Linked DNA regions of Capsicum annuum: region 2 is linked to region 1. The links are chromatin contacts, called in public Hi-C maps. All regions are on one chromosome and are shown on one strand. The core of a region is the stretch at or near the end of the contact, and the rest is flanking DNA. Distances in the headings are between cores, read along the strand shown. Region 1 holds the start of LOC107850386 (probable CoA ligase CCL5). Region 2 holds the start of LOC107849960.

Region 1 (2,993 bases), core at 214-2,713:
CAAAAACATTAAATAAAAACCATACCATTCATGATGACATACCAGACAAACAAATTGAAACGAATCAGCATTGAATTATTGCAACGTACCTTTCATAATGGAAGGTCCTCTTAGCCAAAGCTCACCGGTTTTATTCACCGGAAAAGCCTCTCCACTCTCCGGATCAACAATCTTCGCCTCCATACTTGGCGACAACATCCCTGCTGTTCCATATCTCCTACTCTCCTCCAATGAATCAGTCGAAGCACCAATCCCCGATGATTCAGTCAATCCATACCCTTGCAAAATCCTAACGGAGGGGTACTTCTCCAGAAACCCCTCAGTAACCTCTTTACTCAAGGGAGCACCGCCTGAAAGAACGTTTTTCAAGCTACTCAAATCATATTTCTTTTGAATAAGTCCAGCGTTGTTTACTAACGCTACTAGAATAGGTGGCACTAAAGGCAAATAACTTGCTTTATATTTATGAATGGACGAAAGCATTTCGTCCATTTCAAATTTCGATAACACAACTACTGTCGATCCTGATGCTAATATTCCAGCTGCAAATGCTGCCAATCCGTATATATGAAACATAGGAACTGTACATATAAATGTCTGTTCTCCTTCATCTAATTTGAACCTTCCCACGATCGTCTGTACCATCGCGATCAGGTTCCTGTGTGATGAAATAACTCCTTTGCTTGCACCTGTTGTGCCGGACGAGTACAACAGAGTAGCTGTATCCTCCTGTGTCACTCTTTCCTTCATCCTTCTCTCAGCTGGTTTTTCCATAATCAGTTTTTCTAACGTACCAATAATTCTCAGTTTGGAATCAGATGTAAATGCTAATTCTTCTCCGTTGATGAGGATCACTGGTAGATTAGATCCTGTAATCTTCGGGAGCAACTCAGGGATTGTGAAAGCCAGCACAGGCTTCGAATCTTTGATTTGTTTAGAGATCTCACTGCTAGTATTGAGTGGATTCGTCGTGGTGATTATACCTCCAAGTGACATGACGGCAAGACAAATTATAGGGAAGTAAATGGAGTTTGGAGAAAGGAGGAGAACTACGTGGCCTTTACGAATGCCCATATTTACAGAAAGGCAACTGGCTAAGGCTTCTACGGCGTTCCATACATCGGTAAAACTTAGCTTTTGGCCTGACGAAGCATCAATGAATGCGATTTTTCCACTATGTGCTCTTGAGGAAATGAATGTTGTTACGTCGATGGATTGGTTTGATGGTAAGGTAATTGGTTTGCGTTTGCTGTAGAATATTGAGTTTGATGGACAATAACCACTTCTTGGATCAATGGTTGCCATTGTTGGAATGTGAAGTTTCAGTAGGTTATGGGTTTTTTTTAAGTGAAAATGGAATGAGGAGGATTGATAGATTTGGGATCTCAGAATTTATACTCCCTTTTTTTTTTTTTCCTTTTTGGTGGAGTTAACTAATCCAAATTCGCCACAGCGCTCCCTACCAAGAGAATTTATATTCCCTTTATTTGCCTTTATTTGTAACTCTTTAATGTGGCACACTATTAAAAAATAATTATTTTATCATATTACTTTAATTATTTGATGTTTAAAATAATATATCTTGAAAATAATTAAAAAATAAATCATTAATATTAAAGTTAAAATAAAAAATACTTATTTTTTCTTGATAGTGAAAAACAATAAATAAAAAATAGAAATTTTAATTAAAAAAATTATAATAAATAAAAATAAACGGAGAGAGTATTTAGCATTCATCTTTATTTTAAAAATTTATCATAAAGACAAAACAGATCATTTTTTCAAAGGGGTGGAAATAATATTTTAGTGGTATGTAGTAGTAGTATATTTGTAGATCACCAAAGTTGACTGCTGCTTTTTTGATTTTTTGAAGTATGACTCTGACTGTCTGACATCTAGATGGTGCATGTTTTTGGTGCTGATGGTTATGTGTTTATTAATTATAGGATGGAGTAAATTGCGGATCAGCTTCCAAATGTTTCAACTGGGTTATTATTTGGTTCGTTGGGGGTTGTTTTGGAAGTAGTTTTATAAGTATTATTTATGTTTGTTTACAATATAAATTTAATCACAATCTTGAATGATTAATGCTTCTTAAATTTGTATCGATTGTCAATCGAGCACAAAATAAATTTAATCTTAATTTAAGTTTTGAGATATTTCATCGTATACAATAAGCTTGAATTATTTTATCTCATTTCTGAAATAAAATAAAATAATCTCTGAACTATAATTTCTGGTTATTTTAATCTGTGAATCAAATGAAGTCTGTTAAGGGATCGCATCAATCCAATCGGCTACGAAAAATACCCGTTGGTCAGCGTTAGGATACTTACCACGTTGAAGAAATTGATTTTAATCGATCTAAATATTATGAGTGAGTTAAATTTCGCTTGTGTCAAACCTGACTTCATATTCCCGATCTAGACTTAGATCAGGATTGGGGCCCCAGCTGGGGCCAAGAGTCAGGACCCCGTCTGAGGTCAAGACTTTGGTCGAGGTCAAATTTTGAGTTCCCAGTTGAGGTTGGATCTCGAGTTAGGTTATAATAAAAAATAAATATATTTATATTGAACTTTTTAAAAAATAACACAAGGTCTTTAACAAAAATATCAATTATGTTAACCATGTGTCTGATTCCAAGTTGGCTTGACACGTTTATCATGCATGCTTATCGTGCCAGATTCATTTAGCCAACCATATTCTTTTATGCCAAATTTCTAAAACCGACCATTTTTTTTGCCAATCTTACCAATAAAAAAAACAAATACTTACTACTCTACGTCTAGAGCTTTGGACCGAAATAAGCTAATTTTTTAATCAATTCACCAAAATAATATATTTTTTTAAAATTTTACAAAACTAGTATAAACGTAGTTTACAGTAACATTTTATATTTTAAAAAAAGTTAACGGCTCAAACGGGATGGATGTTAAACGTTAGAATTGAAAACGTTACTCACAGTAACGTTTTGACATAAAACGTTACTGTCA
Region 2 (2,993 bases), core at 127-2,626, 150 kb after region 1:
ATGAATTTTAAAAATATATATATAATTTTAAAATCAACCACTTCTGGTCCGTTTTTAAAAACCTACCACTACTTTACCGATCACAAAATTTGGTCGGTTTTTCCCTTTTTTTTTAGTAGTGGAACCTCGCATATAGCAGGAACTTTATTGCACCGAACTGGTTTTTTTACCATCAGTGTTTCACTGAGCTAGTTGTGCAGTGATCTTAATTAATTAACTAATTACATAATATTAGATCATTGAAAGCCCTTCAAATAATATGTAATTAGCTCCCCTCTAATATTTTTTTAAAAAAGAATTGCTAGTAAGTAAGTAAATTTAAAAGTGAAACTCTTGTTCGAATCAATCTTCGAATAATACATTCAAGCTCTCCTTCAAGATCTTCAATGGCTAATTCCACGGCTTCTAGTCTTTTATTAGCACATTGCAACGTCATCGCGTCACATTTTTCCCACGAACTTAAACTGTTTACTCTCATCAATAATTTTGAACCGAAATACCCTTTACTCGTTTTCCGAGTCGTATTTGGACTTGGCATTGACATTAGTGCCATCAAAGATTCCAATATTGACATTGTTGCCACTCTAACTTCTCTTAATACATTCACCACCACCATTAGATTATTTTTATCATCTATCGATGAATCGATGCACTTAGTGTTATTTTTCATCCCTTTTAGGGAATGCAAGCGCTTTAACATCTCTTTCTTCAACTTCTTCCTATGACAATGAAAAGGTGCAAACTTATTTTCTGTCGTCGCATTTTCTCCAACGCTGATTCTTCTGAACGTACATTTCAGGTCGTGAACGTGATCCTTAACAAGCAACATGACATCTTTGGTAGTACCACATACCTCCAGCATCCTTAACGATGTTTCTGAAACTTCGTATGCCCACTTCTCCTGACCCTGATGCGCGATTTCTCGTTTGATCAGAGGTGAATGAAGCATGTTGTTGGCCGAATCGTGCAAATCTCTTAGAGCATCAAAATTTGGGAGTGCCATTGAAATTTTCTAAGTGATTGTTGAAAATATTGTTTGAGTTTTGTGATGAGATTAATACACTTTGTTATACATCTAAATATTGCAAATGTATTTATAGTTAAATCAAAGATGAATTAATTAATTGAGATTTAAGATCTCTTTAGGAAAAAGGACAGGAAGTATCCTTTTTTTGTACGGATTTGTTGTCATATAATTGGCAACAACTAAGGTACCAAAATTTGTCCCCTCAGGAAACTTCATAAGCAATGGGAAATAGAGAAAATATTAGTAAATTAATGGATTGATTGATTAGTTGATAGTATAGTAGTTGACTAGTTGTTAAGATATTGTTGTTTGTGGATTAATTTTAGTTTATAGTAGGATTTAGTTTAATTATATTAGTGGTAATGTAAGGAATTACTATATTATCAGTGTATTATAGCGGGGTGATCTGAAAAAAAATATCATATATGATGAGTATATAAAAGTTATTTTTTGATGAACGAACAAGACTTGATAATATTATTTCTATTTATCGTGTTAAATTGCTCACGAGTAATGATGCATTTGCAAAAGTTGTTAATTTAATTTGTATTATTCAATTGTACACGACATTTTGCACCCTTTATAAAGAATTACTTTTGTAATGGACAAAATAATAGTTTATATATACCTTTTTAACTGAAAATGTACGTTGTTAAAAAGACGGGATTTTGATATTTTGTCCTTATTTATACATGGAAAAATAATCTTTTCTCATTATATGTTTATTTTATTTATGTGTCATCTTCACATAATTAAGGTGTTCATATTTTTTTAATACTTACGAAAGGTAAAATGAACAACATAATTAATTTTTGCTTGAATTTTTAAAATGATACTCCCTAAGTCCCAAATTACTCGTCCCAAATTGAGATAACACATTAATTAAAAAAATAATTAATAACATGACTAATTTACCATAGTACCCCTATTAAATGATGTTTACATTTTAATTTGAAGAAAAAGTAATTAATGCAAAGGGTAAAACATAGAGAGAAAAAATTATCTCTTCTTGATTAATGGAAAAAGACAAGTAAAATGGGAAATCAAATTAGGAAATTTGAGACGGAGGGAGTAAATAATTTGAGGAAAGATTCCATCTATTATACAACCGATATATTAATTTTAACGCCATGCAGACAAAATGTTTGCTAATTAAGGAGCATTGTTGTAATCTGACAAAATTAATTAAGATTTACACCATATCTTCCAAGAAATTTCTTTTTCTTTTCATTTGGTATTCCGTATTTATTGAATTCAGATTGATGCATCACAAAATTAATTTTTGAAGGCATTGCTCTAAATATGATTATTTTTTTTATATTTTGAGAAGTTCGAATTTGTTTATTGTGTTTGATTATGTCATTATTTTAATGTTGTTCTTATTCCTTTTTGTGGGCTTTGCACAACTTTCTTCGTTCGTCATTATGTTTTTTTTTTCACTATTTCCTTCTTCTTTGTACTTGAATTTATTGCACTTGAGCGAGAGTTTTCCGGAAACAGCCTCTTACGAGGTAGTGGTATGGTATGTGTACATTGTATGGTACCCTTCCTAAACCTCATTTGTGGGATTCACTGAGTATGTCGTTGTTGTTATAGTTAAGGATGAAGAAATTTCGATCATTTCACCGCAACTCGTGATATTATAGGAAAAATTCTCCTTCAAGGAAGAATCTATATTGTTTTGATGAGAATTAAGGCCAAGTACATGAGAGTACACTTGTTTTCTCCTTTCTGTAATGATGAACAACAACAACATGCCCAGTGTATTCCCACATAGTGGGGTTTGGGAAGGGTAGAGTGTAAGCAGATCATACCACTACCTCAGATGAAGTAGAGAGGCAGTTTTCAATAGACCCCCGACTTAGAACCGATAGCAGTAAATATTGATATTAATTTGTCTTGTAAGGAATACTAACTCCTTTCTGTAATGATCAAAAAATTTAAATTATTGATGAAGCCATGTGCT

What was found. Hi-C and Micro-C count contacts between places; a contact is called where the count stands out from the background.
Region 2: a Hi-C map of leaf shows a contact between it and region 1, with 2.6 times the contacts expected there. The contact joins the promoter of LOC107849960 here to the promoter of LOC107850386 in region 1. A contact is called at or near these places in 2 of 5 Hi-C or Micro-C datasets (leaf and placenta).

The regions. Positions count from the first base shown.
Region 1 is chr12:222,896,057-222,899,049 of UCD10Xv1.1, forward strand. It overlaps LOC107850386 (probable CoA ligase CCL5), which reads right to left and starts at 1,464. Exons shown (of 5, transcript XM_016694874.2): 1 at 90-1,464. The coding sequence starts at 1,305.
Region 2 is chr12:223,050,004-223,052,996 of UCD10Xv1.1, forward strand. It overlaps LOC107849960, which reads right to left and starts at 1,377. Exons shown (of 1, transcript XM_016694467.2): 1 at 52-1,377. The coding sequence starts at 1,003. The coding sequence ends at 302.